2 separate regions of the Gossypium hirsutum genome follow, and region 2 is linked to region 1. The links are chromatin contacts, called in public Hi-C maps. All regions are on one chromosome and are shown on one strand. Each heading gives the region's core, a stretch centred on a gene start, on an enhancer-like site or on the middle of the called end of the contact. The rest is flanking DNA. Distances are from core to core; before and after follow the strand shown.

Region 1 (3,920 bases), core at 1,214-3,713:
ATTTGTATTTCTCTAATTTCCTATGAATGAATGTGATTTCATATTTTGTATACAGTGCTACCCTTATCTTCGAGGTGGAGTTACTGTCCTGCAGGCCACGCAAAGGTTCCAGTCTCGGTAGTGCTTCGGCAGAGAGAGCTAGGCTAGAGTAAGTCACATTTCTTTTCCCCCTCCTTATTCTGCTCGTATTCTTGCGTAACTCTCATTGTATAGATCTTGTCTAATACATGGAACAATAAGAACTTTGTTTTAACATTCGTTAAACTTAAAATCAGGGAGCTGAAGAAGCAGAGGGAAATTGCTGCTTCGGTGAAGGAGGAAGAGAAAAAGAAGAGAGAAGAAGCGAAAGCTGCTGCAGCTGCTCGTATTCAAGCCAAGTTGGAGGCCAAGAAAGGTCAAGGAAAAGGTAAAGGCAAAGGCAAATAGTTAAAGAAGGATTTTATATTAGATATAGACTGATAAAAAAACAAATGTTAAACTGATAAAGTTTCATGTCAGCCATTTTAATGGTGATATTGCTTACTGTTAATGTTAGAAAATGGTCACTATAACCCTCTTGTTTCTGGTGCTTAGCTACTATGTTAATTAGAGCTCTTCCAGAAATTAGCTAGTCGATTAGACTTATACTTGGTAATCTTAGACACGATATGAAAACATGACCACGAGCATGACTAGTTTGGCAAACACGTTAACACATTTTTAATACATACATTGTATTTCTATTTAGGGTTTTTACACATTCTTGATAATGTTACACGATGTGAAAACTCGAGCACTAGCATGACATCGACACAAACATAATAAATGCATTTAATAAAAGCTCTAATTTCAGAATTTTTAACAAGTTTTCATAAAATCAAAATATGGATTATAAATATTTTAATATAATTAATATTACAATGAAAAATTAAGTACCAATATGGTCGTACGATCAACGGTCCATCTTTATTTATAAAGATGGGCCCTGATTGGACTATGTTGGCTTCATTCTGAACTTCAAAAAATGTCTCTTCCATTTTAATCCTTTGGTGGGTTCCTTTTTTTTAAAGGCCCATCTCTAGTTGTTGACCGGCAATATCACACCTGATCTCTGCAAATCCAACCCTTGATTTCACCAAATCAAATTCCATCCACACATTTTGTTGATGATGATGGCCAATCACGAACGCTTCAATACCTAATAGATCAGAGTTCCCAAATGTGAAGCAATATACTGAATCACTCCCCTTATTCATCTCGGGTACTTGATATAATAGCCTCTCGCCCGATACGCTCATCTCGGCTCCTTGAAACATCAAACTAACTCGTGGTAAATCCGAAAAAATCGTACCGGGTGACTCGTCAACTTGGTAACATAAGTCCATTGGTTCTTGGAAAACAAAGTTCGGATCCTCAAAAACTCGTAAAACCTCTCTTGTTTGTTGCAAAAACTCGTTTCTTAACGCGGTATAAACCGGACCCATTAAGAAAGTAAATTGGGTGCCCGAATCAACCATTGTTTGACCCGCACCCGTGTGATCCGGTAAAAAAGCGGATCTTGGTAGGTCCAACATTTTGTTCCCAACTTTAATACCTTCTAATTGCACCGTATATGCAACCCGATCAAAATATGGCAATGGATCGGATATTTGAATTAAAGGAGTATAATTTAACGTTTTAAGCCACGAGAATCTCGTATCGCCGAGAAGTAAAACACCAGACGAGTCAAAACCCGATATACAGTACGAGAATTTGGGAAAACCCATTTGACTCACGAATGATAAGGACCCACGGTTCATGCCCATTAACCCGGTTGCTTTCGAATCTTCATCTGAATTCGAGCTAAAACCTGAGTCCATACACCCGAATAAAAACCCGGGTCGGACGGAGGACCCGATTACAAAATTCTCATACGCGAGAGTTCCCTCAATTGAGGAAGCGTCGGCATAAGAGACAGCCACGTGGCACAGCTTATTATTCGGTTCGCAGGAAGCGGGTACGAGTAAATCTCGGGTACGGGTTTTACAAATGGGTGAAGCGCAAGGGATGTGAATGTAAGACTTGGAAAGTTCAGGGGTAAAAACGGAATTTAAGTTGGGAATTTTTTTGCAGTGAAGCCATGAGAGTTCACTCCCAGTGTCGAGGACCATAGTGACATTTTGTGGCGGCGAGCCGACGGATAAAGAAACTGTTAAAGTAACGTTATGGTGGAAGCCAAGCTTGTTGGTGGCGGCGGCGGAGGAAAGTTTAGAGTTACGGGCAAAGGTAAGTGGGGGTCGACCAAGGGTTGTTTTGAGAGGTAAAAAAAGTGTTGTTTGTTTGGAAGGAAAAGAAAATTTTTGATGGAAAACAAGGAGGAAAATTGTCAAATGAAGCAGAAAATGAAAAGAAGACATTGATTTAGTTTTGGGAAAAGAGTGCTTTGATCTTCGGTTTTGTTTTGTACGTAAAATGTAACTGTTGTTTGAAAGTTTTTTGAGTTTCGTTTAGCTTTGGTTCCTTAAATAGTGGTAGCAAAAATCATTATTCTTTTTTTAAAAATTAAATAAAATAGAAAAATTGAAGGAAAAAAATTGTTCTATTTATTTATATTTTTTTAAAAGAAAATTCTTAAATTGGTCATACGATTTTTTTTTTTTTGAAACTCCAGCTATTTACACCTGTTTTTCCATTGCATTTTAAAAATGTTTTCAGAGCAAAAAAAACTTTTTGCATCATAAGCAATAAAAAGTAATGCACTTTTATGTATAGAAAAAAGTAATTTTAAAGTAAAATGATACTTTTAACTTTTATTTTTTTATAATATTTACATTGAATATACGGTTATTTTTTATTAAAGTATTTTTTAATATTTAAAATATAATTTATACAGTTAAATTAAAATTTATTAACAATTCACATTAATTGCTTTAAAATATTTAAATTTATATTTCTTATATCAAAATATTAATAATATTGTTTTCTTATATTTTTACTGAAATATTGTAATATTAATGAAATTTAATATTATTTAAATATATATTTTTACTTTATAACGTCTAAAATAGATATTCTTTTTCTTCTTAAAAACACATTTTAACAACAATACAATCCACTTAAATTTTAAATTAAAATTTTCAAAAATACTTTCTCACCGTACTTCTCAAAATATAATGAAAAACTAACCCTTAATATATATTCACGTATAGGTAAGATAAGGTGGTAATATTTATTCATGTTTGTATTTTTTTCCATGTAAAGTATTTTTGATAATTTTAAATAACAATTAAAATTTTTAGAATACTTTTTTATGTACTTTTTCATCATATTAATTTAATTTATTCAAGTTTTTTTTTTGGTAAAATCTTGCAATTTGGTTTTTAACCGGTTGGCACTTGGGTCGTTGGTTCACCTCTTTTTACCTTTGTGGGGCAACACTAGAGGGTTAGTAGAGGTCTTGACCTCTCTAAAATAGAAATTTTTGATTTTTAAAAATTTATGAAATTTTAAATTAGTACATATTAAAATTACATTTTGACTCTCTAAAAATGATAAAATTTTGATTTATTCCTTTAAAAATATAAACTATTAAATGATAAAATTATATTTTAGCTCTTATAAAATATACTATTTAATATTACCTAAAAAAAAATCCTAGCTTCGCTTGGCGCTCTCAATCTATCTTGTCATTTTGTCATTAGTCCCTCTGTCTTGTCGATTTAGCTATGGATGACCTTTGGGAAAGGGCTTCATGCCTTCTTCCGATAGTGGTGCGTAGGTGGTTGTCACCCCTCGGGTTTCCCGTCATCCACTTTCCTTGCCTTTCATTTTCGTTTTTTTTCTTGGCATGATAATGCCACAAGTACTTGTACTCTTTGAAATTTTAGACTTGAGTCCATGTACTTCTATTTTCAAGAATACAAACTTTAAATTTTTTAAATTTCAAAATTCAGTTTCAACTG
Region 2 (3,754 bases), core at 770-3,269, 190 kb after region 1:
ATTTTTACAACATGGCATATTATCCGACTAACATAATCACTTTGTATTTATATGATCACTAGTTAAAAATACGCCCTTAATTACCCTAAATTACTATAATTTGTGCGTATTGCCATGATTGTTAATTAGATTTATTTGATTTATTGCATAATTGTTTCTATTTTAATTGTTAATGTTGTGTAAAACTATTAAGTTGAAAATTTAATTAAATTTAATTTTAAGATAACTAAGAAGTTAGTCTAGTTGTTGGTAAATACATAAAATTTAGATGCTAGTCTTTGTTAGTTTATTGCATATAAATTGTTGAAATATTATTTTTTGCTAATTCATTGCATAAAAATTGATCGATTGTTAATTCCTAAATCAATAGTTTAACAATAAGGTTCAGTAGCGCTACCAATTGAAGCAACTTATTAATTTTCATAAAATATGATCATCAAATTTTGAAAATTTAAAGAGACTTAGTAAAGTAAATATATCTTCATATGAGAAAGAAAAACTTCAAATTTTATTTTAAAACAGTTTTCAAAATCTAATTCTAGACATTCCAGACGAAAAATTTCTAGACATGAGTAATTTTCTTTTATAAATAAACAAATAATTGGCTCGATTGGTAAAAGTAGAGTTTTAGGATCTTGAGTACCTTAGTGTGAGACTTATCATGTGCAATTATGTGCTTGGGTCATTGACTCTTATCATGTGTGATTGATTTAATGTGTAGTTTTAATCTAGTTTGTTGACTTTGGTCTAAATTATACTAGTTCTTAATTTTCGTACTATACAAGTTTGATTTTTCTTTGTGATCATTTGTAATGTAACAATTTAGTACTTGTGATTATTCGAACATATATTTGTATTTCGTAATTCTTTAAAAAAAAAAAACCTTCTCTAGCACATCGTAAAAGTGAGTTAAACTAAAGGCTAAAAAGGTAGTCCCATTTTAGGGGGAAAGAGAATACCAAAACTTTCACTCTTTGTTTAAAGGAAAGCCCGGAATAAAAACAAAGAAAGCGCCCACCGTGGGCCCATCGTAAAAGTGAGTTAAACTTAAGGCTAAAAAGGTCGGCCCATTTTAGGGGGAAAGAGAATAGCAAAGGAAAGCCCGGAATAAAAACAAAGAAAACGCCCACCGTGGGGCTCGAACCCACGACCACAAGGTTAAGAGCCTTGCGCTCTACCGACTGAGCTAGACGGGCTTGTACTGTTGCTAAATTGTCTTATACAAATAATCAATATTTTGACTTTGTTATAATTTATTGGAGTCTGAAATTAGAATGTAGAATAAAAGAAATAGAAGACTTTTAAAATTTTGTGTATGATTTATGTGAAAAATATATGAAATATAATGTTAAAATTAAATAAATATAAGGGAGTTATATGCATAAATTCATGTGAAACTAAATTAAGTTGACATATTAGGTATTTAATATCCAAGTATAAAAATCAGTGAAGAATGCAGTTCAAACTGCAATTTCTTGGTCAAGCAAAACCACTAATTTAACAAATCTATACCCAAATTTGCCTAACAATGCTCATATTGTCACCACATCCCATTGCATTTCTAGCTAATTTGGAAGTTGAATGTGTCCAAACTTATTTGTTCAAGATTTAGGGTGGGTTTGGATGGGCGATTGGGTGCGGTGCGGTGCGGTGCGTTTAGTTTATTTTTTGTCTCACGCTACAGTATTCTAATCTCACCGCCACCGCTATTTTTACACTAACCGCAGGTAAACGCACGGCCCATCCAAAGTCACCCTTAGAGGGTTAGTTTGGATGAGCGATTGGATGTGATATGGTGCGTTTAGCTTATTTTTTTGTCTTAAGCTACAATATTGTTATAGTATTTAATCTCACCTTCATCGTTGTTTTTACATTAACCGCAGATAAACATACCACTATCCAAACCCACCCTCAAACAAGTTAATTTCATTTCATTCTCTCAACTTTTGGTGGATTATATTATAAAAATATTTTTGACCATAAATACTTATCCGATTTAAAATAAATACCGACAAATAAATGATAATTTTCCTCATTACGTATGCAAATCATCTTCCAAGAGAGTAGTTGGTGACTCAACTGTTTTTTTATGGTAATGGAGTTGTTAAGTGTGTATATAGATACAATCCTTAATTATTTAAAGGCTTGTTCAATCCTTGATATTTCCAAAAAGAAAAACAATGGGGAGTGTTGTTTTCCATGAATTCAAGAGACAAGCTTCTTTTTTCTTAAAAGAACAGATCAAAACTGTAAGATTGGCTTTAACAGATGTTACACCAGTTGAATTGTAAGCTTCTTTTTTCTTACAATTGTTTAGTTTCAATATAAGTCCTTGTTTTATCCGACAATTTGTTGCTTTTGAAGCTTAACTGAAGAAGCCACAGATGGGAACATGTTATCACCAAATGCATGTAAACTGGCTGAAATATCAAGGGCTGCCTTTGAAGTTGATGATTATTGGAGAATTGTTAAGATTTTACATAAGAGGTTATCAACTTTCTTTCTTTTTCCTTTTTCATTCTAACATTTGAGATTATTCATATTTTGAATTCGGGTTTAATAATCTTTTAGTTTATGGCATTTGCTAGGTATAAGATTTAATATTTATAACCTTTTTTTTATTTTTTTATTTTCAAGCTTTGAAAAAAGAATCGGTTTTAATCAAATTCGTTTCGTTTTTAATATTTAATAGAATTTCGATTCAATTCTCGATATATATAGTGGTGAAGTACTGAAGTGATTAAATAGGAAATTTTCCCTTTAGCCTCTCCAAAAATTAATTTTTTTAGCTCTTGCATTAATGAATATTTTTCATTTCTAGCCCCTCCAAAAATATAAATAGGTTAAAATGTGTCAAAAGTCTCTGTACTTTTTGAAAATTGAAAATTGAAAATTTAGTCTTTATACTTTTATTTCATGGAATTTAGTTCCTTTACTTTTAAGATTTCAAAATTTAAGTCCAATTGTTAACACTGCTAAATTCTTTTTGTTAAATTCAAGTTAATTACAAATTCATTTTTTTAATTACATGGCTACCGAGTGAGTAGATTTTTTATTTAGAAAATGTCGTAGTAACAAATTTAACAAAAAGAACTTAGAAGAGCTAACAGTTGGACCTGAATTTTGAAATCTGAAAAGTAGAAGCCAATAGGACTAAATTCCATGAAATAAAAGTTCAAAGTCTAAATTTTTAAATTTTGAAAAGTATAAAGACTTTTGGCACATTTTAACCATATAAATAATGTAATTTAAGCATTCTATCATAAACTTTTTAACATTCATCTCTCCAAAATTTTATAATTTTATCTTAACCCCTAAATAAATTTTCTAGCTTTACCCCAAAATATACACAATTTTTTTTTCTTATCGAATTCTAATGTAAGGAACTTTATTAAGGAAAGAAAACCCTCATATTTTCTTGTAAATTATCATATTATTAACTCTTAGTTTCATATTTAATCAATGACATCCCTTCCTCCTGCTCCCAAAAAAAAAAATTAATATAATGTCTTTAAAAATTGAGAAATTATAAATTAATATAATGATAAAATTACACTTTAATCTTTCGAAAACTTTTAGTAATTTAATTTTAGCATCTTAAAAAAAATGGGGACTAAACCATTAGTAATAGATCTAAAAATCAAATCTCAATATCTACCATCATTTTTTTCTTATTTTCAAACTTCAACCATCTTTTTTTATGTTTCAGGTTGTCCAAGTTTGATGCAAAGAATTGGCGAGCATCCTACAATGC

Evidence for each region. Hi-C and Micro-C count contacts between places; a contact is called where the count stands out from the background.
Region 2: a Hi-C map of leaf shows a contact between it and region 1, with 3 times the contacts expected there. The contact joins the promoter of LOC107899818 here to the promoter of LOC107900209 in region 1. A contact is called at or near these places in 2 of 34 Hi-C or Micro-C datasets (both in leaf).

What each region holds. Positions count from the first base shown.
Region 1 is chrD06:60,334,998-60,338,917 of Gossypium_hirsutum_v2.1, forward strand. It overlaps LOC107900209 (aspartic proteinase PCS1), which reads right to left and starts at 2,464. Exons shown (of 1, transcript XM_016825902.2): 1 at 639-2,464. The coding sequence starts at 2,375. The coding sequence ends at 1,044. It overlaps LOC107900467 (peptidyl-prolyl cis-trans isomerase FKBP20-1), which reads left to right. Exons shown (of 6, transcript XM_016826075.2): 5 at 56-148; 6 at 276-551. The coding sequence ends at 426.
Region 2 is chrD06:60,520,509-60,524,262 of Gossypium_hirsutum_v2.1, forward strand. LOC107899818 (ENTH domain-containing protein C794.11c) reads left to right here and starts at 2,020. Exons shown (of 5, transcript XM_016825571.2): 1 at 2,020-2,039; 2 at 2,144-2,287; 3 at 2,365-2,487; 4 at 3,710-3,754. The coding sequence starts at 2,020. TRNAK-CUU (transfer RNA lysine (anticodon CUU)) reads right to left here and starts at 1,196; the gene lies at 1,124-1,196.